Regions from separate parts of the Mus musculus genome. Here region 1 is linked to region 2. The links are chromatin contacts, called in public HiChIP or PLAC-seq maps. All regions are on one chromosome and are shown on one strand. Each heading gives the region's core, a stretch centred on a gene start, on an enhancer-like site or on the middle of the called end of the contact. The rest is flanking DNA. Distances are from core to core; before and after follow the strand shown.

Evidence for each region. HiChIP or PLAC-seq counts read pairs in DNA pulled down with a chosen protein or histone mark.
Region 1: a contact with region 2 is called in an H3K27ac HiChIP or PLAC-seq map of extraembryonic endoderm stem cells. The contact joins two enhancer-like sites. A contact is called at or near these places in 2 of 484 Hi-C or Micro-C datasets (embryonic stem cells and stem cell-derived neurons) and 5 of 115 datasets of contacts at active chromatin or transcription factors (T-cell acute lymphoblastic leukemia, acute myeloid leukemia, extraembryonic endoderm stem cells and 2 more).

The regions. Positions count from the first base shown.
Region 1 is chr2:35,506,628-35,511,691 of GRCm38.p6, forward strand. No RefSeq gene overlaps it. Among named protein-coding and RNA genes, the nearest start is that of Gm35260, 4.3 kb to the left of the region's middle. Within about 2 kb of position 2,489, at least 105 of the 459 cell types and tissues checked have an H3K27ac peak or open chromatin away from gene starts, as enhancers often do. A contact at or near this core is called in extraembryonic endoderm stem cells, where this site is marked.
Region 2 is chr2:35,236,247-35,241,613 of GRCm38.p6, forward strand. All of the region lies in intron 2 of Gm13605 (a long non-coding RNA gene), which reads left to right. Among named protein-coding and RNA genes, the nearest start is that of Gm52553, 13 kb to the left of the region's middle. Within about 2 kb of position 2,320, at least 16 of the 459 cell types and tissues checked have an H3K27ac peak or open chromatin away from gene starts, as enhancers often do. A contact at or near this core is called in extraembryonic endoderm stem cells, where this site is marked.

The DNA.
Region 1 (5,064 bases), core at 1,239-3,738, 270 kb after region 2:
AGAGCGAGCAGCTCACTCTAAAGCTTTAAAGCAAGCATGCTTACTGCCTCTGACAGAATAAAATACTTGTGTTCTACCAGAAGTGAAAGGCGTGCGCCACCACCGCCCAGCATGTCCCATGCTTTTGTTTCCTGAGTCTGGCAGCACACTCTGCAGGCTGGCAATGGGGTTAGAGGAAGTGATATAAACACATCTATTCACAAGTAATCACCTCCTTCCAGTCTTCTGCCAGAGACCAGGCTAGATCCTAATTAAGGAACAAAGTCACTCTTTCTAGCACTAGACCAGTGCCCTCCCCCTCCCCTCCCCTGCCCAACCCTCACCCTCACCCCTATCCCAGCCAGCCACAGCTCTTTGCAGTGTAAAGGGTTGTCAATCCTTGGGAGCTACTTGCTAGCACACAGTTCCTGGGAGATTTAGAAGGTGCTGTTGGTAGTAGGTGCTTCAACTTTCCATCTCAAAAAACCCCTTGCTGTTGCCTTGGTGACTTCAACTACATAGCATTTGGCAGCATCCGAAGAACACTTTCATGCATTATCTCATTCAGTGTCCTGATGACTCTGAAGCGCATATGATTCCTCTCACTTTGGGGATTAGAAACTGCAGTTCCCAGTCTGAGAAGACTGTGCAGACACCCAGCCTGTTAAGCGGCACAGCTGGAAGTCACTTAGCCGCAGAGGAAGTACCCAGGGTCTGCTGCGCGTAAGCAGCACTTAGCGTGGGCTAAGCGCTTTACAAACCTTATCCAGTGAAGAAGCCTTAGAACTCCTTCCGAAGTGTGCATATTGGCCCCAGGGGATCACGTGACACACCCAGACTCCAGTGACTCAGGAATGTAGTGTTCAGAGTGAGACTCTACTGCTGTCTGTGGTAGAGCAGCCTTGGGAAGCAGGTGAACAGGGCAGTGCCAGGATGTCCTTGAAAACACCCCGGGGATAACCACTTTCCTCCCAGGTGATTGCCTTTTCTTTCTTTTATGTGAGTGTGCTATCTTCAGACACACCAGAAGAGGGCATCAGATCCCATTACAGAGGTTATGAGCCACCATGTGGTTGTTGGGATTTGAACTCAGGACCTCTGGAAGAGCAGTCAGTGCTCCTAACCGCTGAGCCATCTCTCCAACCCCTCATGTGGTGATTTTCACATTTCCTTCTTGTACCTAAGCTATCATTAGTACACTCTGGTATGGAAACAGACAAGATGATTCACTGGGTAAAGACATGGGCCTACATGTCTCATGTCCTGGCTCCAATCTCCAGGAATCGTGTGGTAAACAAATGAAAAAGATTCTTGAGAGTTGTCCTCTGGCTTCCACACATGCTGTGGCACGCACATATCACACACACAAAATAAATAAGAAAAAAACTTAAAAGACAGTCTAGAATGGTTAGGCATCGTGGTTCATGCCTATGATCCTAACGTTTTGGGGGGGCAGGTATGCAGAAGCAGGAGGGTCACCCTAAGCTCGAGGTTAATCAGAGCTCTGTGGGAAGACCCTGTCTCAGAACAAACAAGTTGAGAAAAGACACTGCATTGATAGAGCTTGCTCCCCTGAGGCCTGCTGCTTACTTCCCATGTACCACCCCCCCTCCCCCCCGCCCCTCTAGGTGAGTATCTCTGCAACGGCCAGCAGCAGAGAAGTGATGGTTAGCACTTGCCTCTAGCCATGGAAAGATGGAAAGAACATCATGGCAAACTTAGAACTATCCTCAGGAAGCAGAGGAAACTGCGGCTGGCCATGTTTGATGTGCAGTGGATTAGGCTAGCCCACTCATTGTGCAGTGGACCAGGCTAGCCCAGATGCCTGTCCTGTTCTCCTACGAACTCTTCCAGGACCAGTTTCTTTCTGAGGATGTTTCCCAGGCTGCAAGCTCCTTTGGAAAGTCACCAGAGTCCCCCCAAAAGGACCTCTTGGATCATACTGTCTGTGACTACCCAGGGGTGACATCAGTTATAAAGCACAGCCTTCCCAAATGAATGCTTGGGATGCTCTCAAATGTCACAAGAAGAAGGGGGGAATGGCTACGAGCTTACTTATGTTCGCTTCGGGCAGCTGTGTTTTGCAGGCCCTCTGTGGGGTGTTTTCTGCAGTCCTGAGGGAAAAAGGCTTTGACTTATTCCAGCACAAAACAGCTATTTATAGCCACCAAGCGTGGGAAATGCTGGGCGTGGGACACTTGGTCGACAACCCAGTAAGAATCAGGCTTACAGAAACAGGCCACAGAGACCTGGAGAACACTTGGCAAAGCCTGTGGCCACATGGACTCTGGCCACCCACAGGCATGGACTAGGTACCTTGGAACAAGTTGCAGAGCTGTCCTGACCTCAAATCCCAATGTGTAAAAGAACAGAAATTCCTGCCACATGTGGTTTAAGTAAAGAACAAATGAGATAGTGTAAAAAGAGGATGTTCAGTAATGTCGTGGGTGCTCCGTCTCCATGACTTCTGAGCCCACGGCTTCTCCATTCCTGGATTCAGCCACCCCCCCAGAGCAAATATATTACAAACACCAGAATCACACTGCAGCCACATGTGCAACGATAGCCCCTCTGTAGTGAGCATGGACCAATTTTTTTTTTTTAACCAGGATTTCCTAGACAATACATTTAGTCTCTTAACCCTTTCCTTGTGTTAGGAGTCAAAAGTAAGCTTAAATTATGATTTAAGTAAACAGGGGTGAGGGAAATGCTCAACTTCTGTGGCTGTTTGCCATCTCATCTAAGGGACTGACACACCCACTACTGTTGGCATTCCAGGGAATCCTGGAACCATGGATCTGTGACTGTTGCTGTTATCTACAGTCGATAGGTGAGAAGACTGAGCGGGGGTGGGAGAGGAAGTAGGGAGAGTGACCTTCTCTGACCCCATCTGTTACACAGGTTGATTCTTAGAACCGTGACAGCATTCGCTCCACACACACCCCACCCCCACTCCCCATAGATAAGTACGTTAGCCAGGAAGCAGAAGAACATCTGAGACCCTCAAGCTAGAGTTATAGGCACTTAGGGAACTGAACCCAGGGCCTCCGTATGAGCAGCAAGTGCTCTTAATTGCTGAGACATCTCTCCAGCCTCATCTTTTTACTTAAAAAAAAAAATGTCTTATCTATTCATGTGTGTGTGTGTGTGTGTATGCATGCACACGTGCACGCCCCCCACCCCCAGGTCAGAAGTCAACAGCATCTTCTTCAATTCCAGCATCTTCTTCAATTGCTCTCTGAAGGGCTGGCTCGATAGCAGGCCTGAGCATAGCAAACATGGTGTCTACAGGCTTTTACTTTTCTCTCTCCCTAAAACTGTTAGATTACATTCCTAAAGCTACCCTGGATGAGACAGGCTGACTCCATGACCGGCTTCAAATTGGCAGTTCAGGAGATTAGGCCTAAAAGCCCAGGCTTCAGGCAGCTAGTCAGAAACTGCCCTGCCATCAGAAACTGCCCCACCACCTGACCTGAAGCAAGGGCAATGGGTCAGCAGTTTCCAGGTGGCCTCCACACCCCGGTAATGGAATGTCCTCAGAGATAGCGTAAAACACTTACCCTGGGATTCTCCTAGGGTGCTTTAAATCAGGCCTGCATGCTCACTTCAGAGTCTCTATCTTGGTAATAGGAGACTCCAGCAGGCAGGACTTCTGCAGAATAAAACCCTCTTTGCGTTTATACACTATTTGAGTTCAGTTCATTCCTGAGACAAAACACTAAGGACCAGCAATCAAAATTCATTATTTGGCTAACATGTTCAATCAAGACTTAGCAACTCTCCCTATCACAGACTCCTTTTCTCCTTAAAAAGCCACGAAAAAGCACCTGCTGCTGCTTGGCCATGCCTTTGCCTAATGCAGACACAAACAAGCCTACCCCCTTCGGCCCCCCCCCCCCCAGCCCTCCAGCATAACAAATCTTCTTTGTGCTGAGTTGTACTAAGAAGCTGGTGTTTGGTGGTGTCCTGACCCCCAGGGGCCACCCCACCCCTTACATGTTCCACACTTATTTATTTATTTATTATTTTAAAGACAGGCTTTCTTGTCTTACCAGGTGGCCAGAGATCCTCCTGTCTCTGCTCCCTCACTCAAGCATTGATTGAAATTGATTACAATGTCCACGTGCCGAGTTTTAAAATGTGTCCTCATGCTTGTGTAGAAAGTCCCTTTCTGACTGGGCCATCTCCCCAGCCCCGTCGTGACATTCTTCCTAGTTTTTCTACACACATATGATGATGCCCTTCAATCCAATTCAGCCTATTCATCGGGGCGGCAGTTCATGAGAGGCAGCCTTTAGAAGAATTTCTTTTCTAAGTGTCCCTCTTCCCCTTGTTGGATCAGAGCAGTTTCCTGCCTAGGCCCTCTGGCCCTTCTTGATTACAGCCCTTCCCTTCAGGGAGCCCAGGTCCTCCCCACCAGGCAGAATCTTGCCAATAAAGCCTACACAACTCAGGGGTCCCTCAGGGTTGGGCTCTCCCTGGTCCTCAGAGGGCCTCCAGCTGTGATTTTGGAAGCCTTCCAACTAGTTCCTGGCACCTGCAGCAGGCTAGGCTGAGCTCAGATTCCCTACCCTTCCCCAAGCCAGCTTTCAGAGTCATAGTTACCTGTGAGTGACCTCTAGTCTCTGCGGATCTGAAACTCATTGTAGGATTTCAGCTTCTCTCTCTCTCTCCCTCCCTCCCTCCCTCCCTTCCTCCCTCCCTCCCTCCCTCCCTCCCTCCCTCCCTCCCTCCCTCCCTCCCTATTTCTCTCTCTCTCTCTCTCTCTCTCTCTCTCTCTCTCCTCCTCCTCCTCCCTCTCCCACTGGACCAGAAGTCATCATGGAGCCCAGGCTGGCTTTGAACTCATAACAATCCTCCTGCCTCCAGCTTCTAAGGACTGGGATTATAGGTATACGTCACCATGCTCAACTTTTTCTTAGCATAAGAAAGGTAGGGGCGACTTCCAAGTTCTTAACCTAATGTTAGAGTGAAAATGGAAGTGTGCACACTTGCGAGTGTGGTAAAGTGTGTGTACTTATGTGTCTCTGCATGTACCTTTGTGTTTATGTGGCAGTATGAGTGTAACCAAGGTTAGAATGTGTG
Region 2 (5,367 bases), core at 1,070-3,569:
ACCCAGGGGCTGTGCTGCTCACCCCCCACTGTCCTTCCCTATATAATCCAGCCATTGTGGTTACCCTGCCTTCTCTGGTCTACCCTTTGCCCTCCTGGCCTCTAGGCCTGGTTCTCTCCTCTCTTCTCTCCTCACATGGCCCGGCCCAGGGTCATGTCCACTCTGGAATCTCTCAGATGTCCCCACCTCTGGCTGTCCTCTCCCTTTTTATCTACAGTAAACCTTCTCCACCATCTGTTCCTAGGAGGGCCATGTCTTTCCTTTTTATTTCTGTTGTTTTGTTTTGTTTTGTTTTGTTTTTTGTTCAACTGGTGACAAAACCACGGGATCGGGGTATATGAGCTCCCTTCTAAGGAACTCGGCTTCTCACAACCAAGCTGCCGATCAGACTCCTAAGGTATGGCCGGATCATTTGTTTCTGCTGGCTCCTGTCATCCATCAAATTTGACCCAAATTCTAGAGCCCGCCTTCTCAGCTACTTCTCCCCTAACAATTCCTCTCTCTGTCTCTCAGGCTCCTAGAGCCTTCTCCAACCTTTCAAGGAACCCGCCTGGATCTTGCATCTCTGGGTTCTGGCCTGCTACACTCATCTGGGTCTCTGTGCTAAGAAACTTACTGTCTCCCTTTGGCCCCGCTCTCTCATTTTAGACAAGTAATAACATATATCTGATAAATAAGATTCATAAATTCCTAAGGTCCACTCGGGTTCATGGTATTATGTGCCTAGCCCCTTTGCCTTTGTTCATTTTGCTAAGCTTTAGCTATTTTGATAAAACTAAATCATGCAAAAAACAAAAACAAAACTGTGATATTCTATAATGGTGAACCAAAAGTTCCCAGCCACCCTATGGCCTGTCTTTATGGTTTAAAGTTTGTAGTATTTATGGTTTAAAGTTTTATTTTGAGGTTAAAGGTAATGCAACTATATCTTCAACTCAAATTTTTTTTAAAGTTCAAACTTAACAGGGATAAAGCTGTAAAATCCTAGACTTATAAAAGCTACCAACTTAAACTGTCAAAGATAATTAAGACATACAATATTTTATGTATTAATATATTTCCAATTATTTTTGGAACAGTTTTGGACAATTAATGTATTTCTGAGGTTAAGCCTAAACCCGGACATACTTAATAGATGGTCCTTTAGCTCTTCAGAGGTCTGCTGAATATGGCATTTAAATGTTTAATAAAAAGCTTTCCATAAAGAAGATAGGTGGGAAGGAAGACTACACCAGAATTGTGGTGACATTAACCGTTGGGAAAAATTGCCCCATACCTCGCTAGCTGCCAGGGTCTACCCAAGCTGTGGGCACTGTTGGGTTGATTGCCCTGCTTTGCATGGTCAAAGCAAGGTCAGTTTTCCCTAGTCCTCCCTTCTCTACAGGAAAACCTCTCAGACCTGGGTCTGGCAGTCAAAGGCCGATGCTGCTCTGTGTGGTAGCTGAAGATTAAAGACTGTTCTATATTACAGCCAAAGGCCTCTGACCACTTCCTGCAACGAAGCCATCACGGGAGCCTGAGGCAGAGATCTGGGTGGTGGGTGGGTCTCTGTCATCTTAATTGATACATAGGTCATTTGGATTATATCTCTTGCTACAATTTATCCTTCTCAGAACTCTAACTGTAGCTTTAACAGCTCAAGCACCCTGTTCCTCCCCCAAGGATACAACTGCCTTCTTCTCTTCATGAGTAAACATCAGGCCTCTGGCCTCACTTTCCTAGAGCTACTTGGTCTCCAGCTGAGAAACACAAAACTCTAAATGGAGAGAAACTCCAAGGAGCTTTTAACCCCAAATCAATTTGGTTTCCCAAGCTTTCACTATGCCTCAAGGGTCTGCCTTTTCTACACTGTGGATTTCAGTACAGATTACAAATGGTGGTATCTCTAACATAACTAAACCTTTTAAAAATTTGTTTTATTTTATTTTACATGCATTTGCCTGCATGTAGATCTGTGTAAAGGTGTCAGATCCCCTGGAACTGGAGTTACAGATAGTTGTGAGCTGCCATGCTGGTGCTGGGAATTGAAACCCGCCCCCTCCCCGTCCTCTGGAAGAACAGGCAGTGCTCTTAGCCACTGAACCATCTCACCAGCCCCTATCTAAAACTTCTATCTCATTTTGTAAACCTAAACATCTTGAAAGCTTCAGCGAATCAATTTGAATCCACCTCTCACAAGTCATACTTCAGAGAAGTACTTTTATGTTTCCCCCACCCCCTTATTCCGGAGGCTGGATCCCTCTCCCCCTCCCTCTCCCTCAGCCCCTCTCTTCCCTCTTCCCATCTCCTTCCTTCTCCCTCTCTCTGTCCCCTTGGGACTCCCCTCAGTTTCAAATGTACACCCTGGATAAAAATTTTCCTCTAAATTCCTTAATTTTATCTTCCGTCTCTAGTCTATCTGTTCCAATCGATTTTCAGTCAACTAAATACTGCAATCTGCTCCAAACTCACCAGCCCTAGGTGTTTCTGACAGAATTTCCAACCATCCTGAGCCTCTGTATCTTAGATGGCTCTAGTGTGGCTAGCCCTGTGGTCCAGCCTGCACTTCACTAGCCTCAGACAGTCCTGCAGAGCCTGGACAGTAATTGAAACAGCCTACATTCCCCTCTCTATTCCCAGCCTTGGCCAGCATTCCAGATCTCAACAACAATGCTCTGATGGCAGCAGGACGTAGTCATAGAAAAGATTACATCACCCCTTATCATTTATTGTCAACAAGGAGGTTGTAATGTTAGGTCCCAACCCTGGGACAATGGCTAAGGTTACTATTTAATATATTAAAGCAGACCCGGCTACCTGGTTTTCTCAGTACTCCTCACTTATGCCTATTACAGGATATGGCTGGCATATCCTTCCCTCTACCCTAAATTCTCCAGCCCAGGGGCTGGGCTGTCTTTACACCAGCTGCCCTTCCCTATATAATCCAGCCATTTTGGTCACCTTTGGAGTCGGAAAGCTGTGTGATTGGGGGAGCCAGTCTGGAGCAAGAATGAGGGCAAGATGTGCCCAAACCCTGAAAATCTCACCCTGAGACCAGCATGAGTTAGGATAGCTCCTTCCCCTCTTCTGGGTCTTCATGCTCCAGGGCATGTAGTCTGTATGGATACCCTGCCCCCACCTCTGCAACCCTTGAGGAAGTCACGTAGCCTGGTGGCCAAATCACAGGTTTAGCTTCCTCTCTCCCTATAAGGACATGTCCAGCAAGCACCTGGAAATATTCTTCATGCAAAAGAACCCTTCCCAGCACCTGTGCACCAACCAATCATGTACACTCACCCCGAAAACCCGTACTTGCTCCCCAAGGTCTGTATGGCTCTTGTTACCTCCAAAAACGAGGGGCTCTTTCACTGAAAACCGTCTTGGAGAAGGCTATTTCTCCCCAGCACCCTTGCTGATGGAGATTTGTGGAACCCATGCCTGCTACGCTTCATGCCTTCCCCAGCCCATTGTGCAACAGTGCTGGACACCCCAAGGGCAGAAGCCAACCAGGGACATCAGCTACCATGCCTTCTCTGGTCTACCCGTCATCCTCCTGGCCTCATGGTCTGGCTCTTCTCTCTCCCTTCATGGTCTGGTGCAGGGTCACACCTGCTCTGGACTCTCCCAGATGTGCCTACCTCTGGCATTTGCGATTAAATTTATCTCCCCCTTTGCTGCTTGCTGCCCTTCTCACACTGAGCACGGGCATCTAGTTGTGTAGTTACCATCTCCCTGGATCCAGGGCCTCAGTTTCTTGCTTTGTATTTGGCCTGGAGCATTATACAGGACATGACTCCTGGAGTAGTAGCTTGCTTGCTGGGAGGGCCTATTTCCAAACGGTTGGCATTCGACTGGTGAGCTGTTGGTGTTGGTGGGGTGACATAACACCTGATGAGCTACTGAGAAACAGAGTTCGAACATACTTTTGATGGAAGCAACGGGAGGGTCTCCGTGGTTATGGCTGTGTCAGTGACTCAGGTCTAGCCTGCTTCTTGCCGCTTAGACCCCCCCTCCCCTCACCCCCAAGGCCCTGCTCAGAGACAGTCATTTGTCTCGGCTGATCTACTTCTTGCTAAACTGCTCCAGATCAGTTCTCAGGGCTGGCTGGGCATTGATGTGACCCTACCTTCACTTCCTTCCCCCTCCTTTCTCTGACCTCCACATGACCTTGAGAAAAGTTCTTTTTAGCATCTTCTTTTTCCTCCTGTCTCTAGCTTTTTGGTTCTACTTAACAGAAGGCTTGATGGCTGTGGTTTGAGTGAGAAGTGTCCCTGTAGAGCTTGAACTCATGGTCTCCAGCAGGTACCCCTGTTCTGGGAGGCTGTGGAGCCTCTAGGAGAATCTCAGGAGCAGAAAGTTGAAATTTCTTCTGGTACTAGCTTGAGCTCTCTGCATTCTGACCTTCCAAGACCTGAGAGGCAACACCTGCAAGCTGCTACCACAAGAAGGAACTTCTCCAGCTTCCCTGCCTCCTCTGTCACAACAGGGCTGTTCCCTATAAACTGTGAGCCGGGGTAAACCTCTCCTAAGTTGCTCTGTCAAGTGGTTTCTTCCAAGGAGGAGGAGATCAACGCAGCAACCTATTAAGCCAAGAGACAGGTTGATACTGGTTAAATCAGGAACCGAGAAAGGAAGGAAGGAGAGGGAAAGGGTTCTTCTGTTTGAAGAGTTGGTAGTCTTTGACTTCTGCTGTTCATAAGGGCAAATGATCACGCTAGGTAGACCAAGAGGGACAGAGATCAGCTAAGCTTCGATGCTGAAGCAGTGTTGGACTCTCCAACCCTGACCCACTCACAACAGCAGGCTCTGTCCCGCAATAACACAAGATGGCTTCTCTGCAGCCAGCCCTAGAGCTTTAGTCACATACAGGGGCCAGTTCAGCTCTGGCTTCTATTGTTATTTAGAGCTATGTTCCTTCTCTTTCCTCTTTTCCCCCATTTCATATTGGTCCAGATATCTTAAGTCCACCCTAGGGGAGGTAAAAAGTTACTTAAAATCAGAACTACGTTGGAACCTTAAGAGTCCATTCCTCACTTTTATGGCAGGTGGGTTGCCGTTCCCTTCCAGACTGGACCCCAGGCTTTGGCTTTCCCAAATGTGAATCCTTCAGGCAAACCTTATAGCACCATGCATACATAGCAGTGTTTGTGTCCACAATAGGTTATTATCTTTGTTGTTATTATTATTATTATTTTGAATGGAGACTATATATGCATGGTTTAAATTTTAAAAGCAGCAGAAAGATATAAAAAAAAGGGGGGGGGAATCTCTCTTTGGGAGCAGCATTGACTGCCCAGCGGTACTGCTCTTACAGAGGACCCAAGTCTGAGTTCCAGCTCCTATGATGAGCCGCTCACAACTGCTTGTAACTCCAGCTCCAAGGGATCT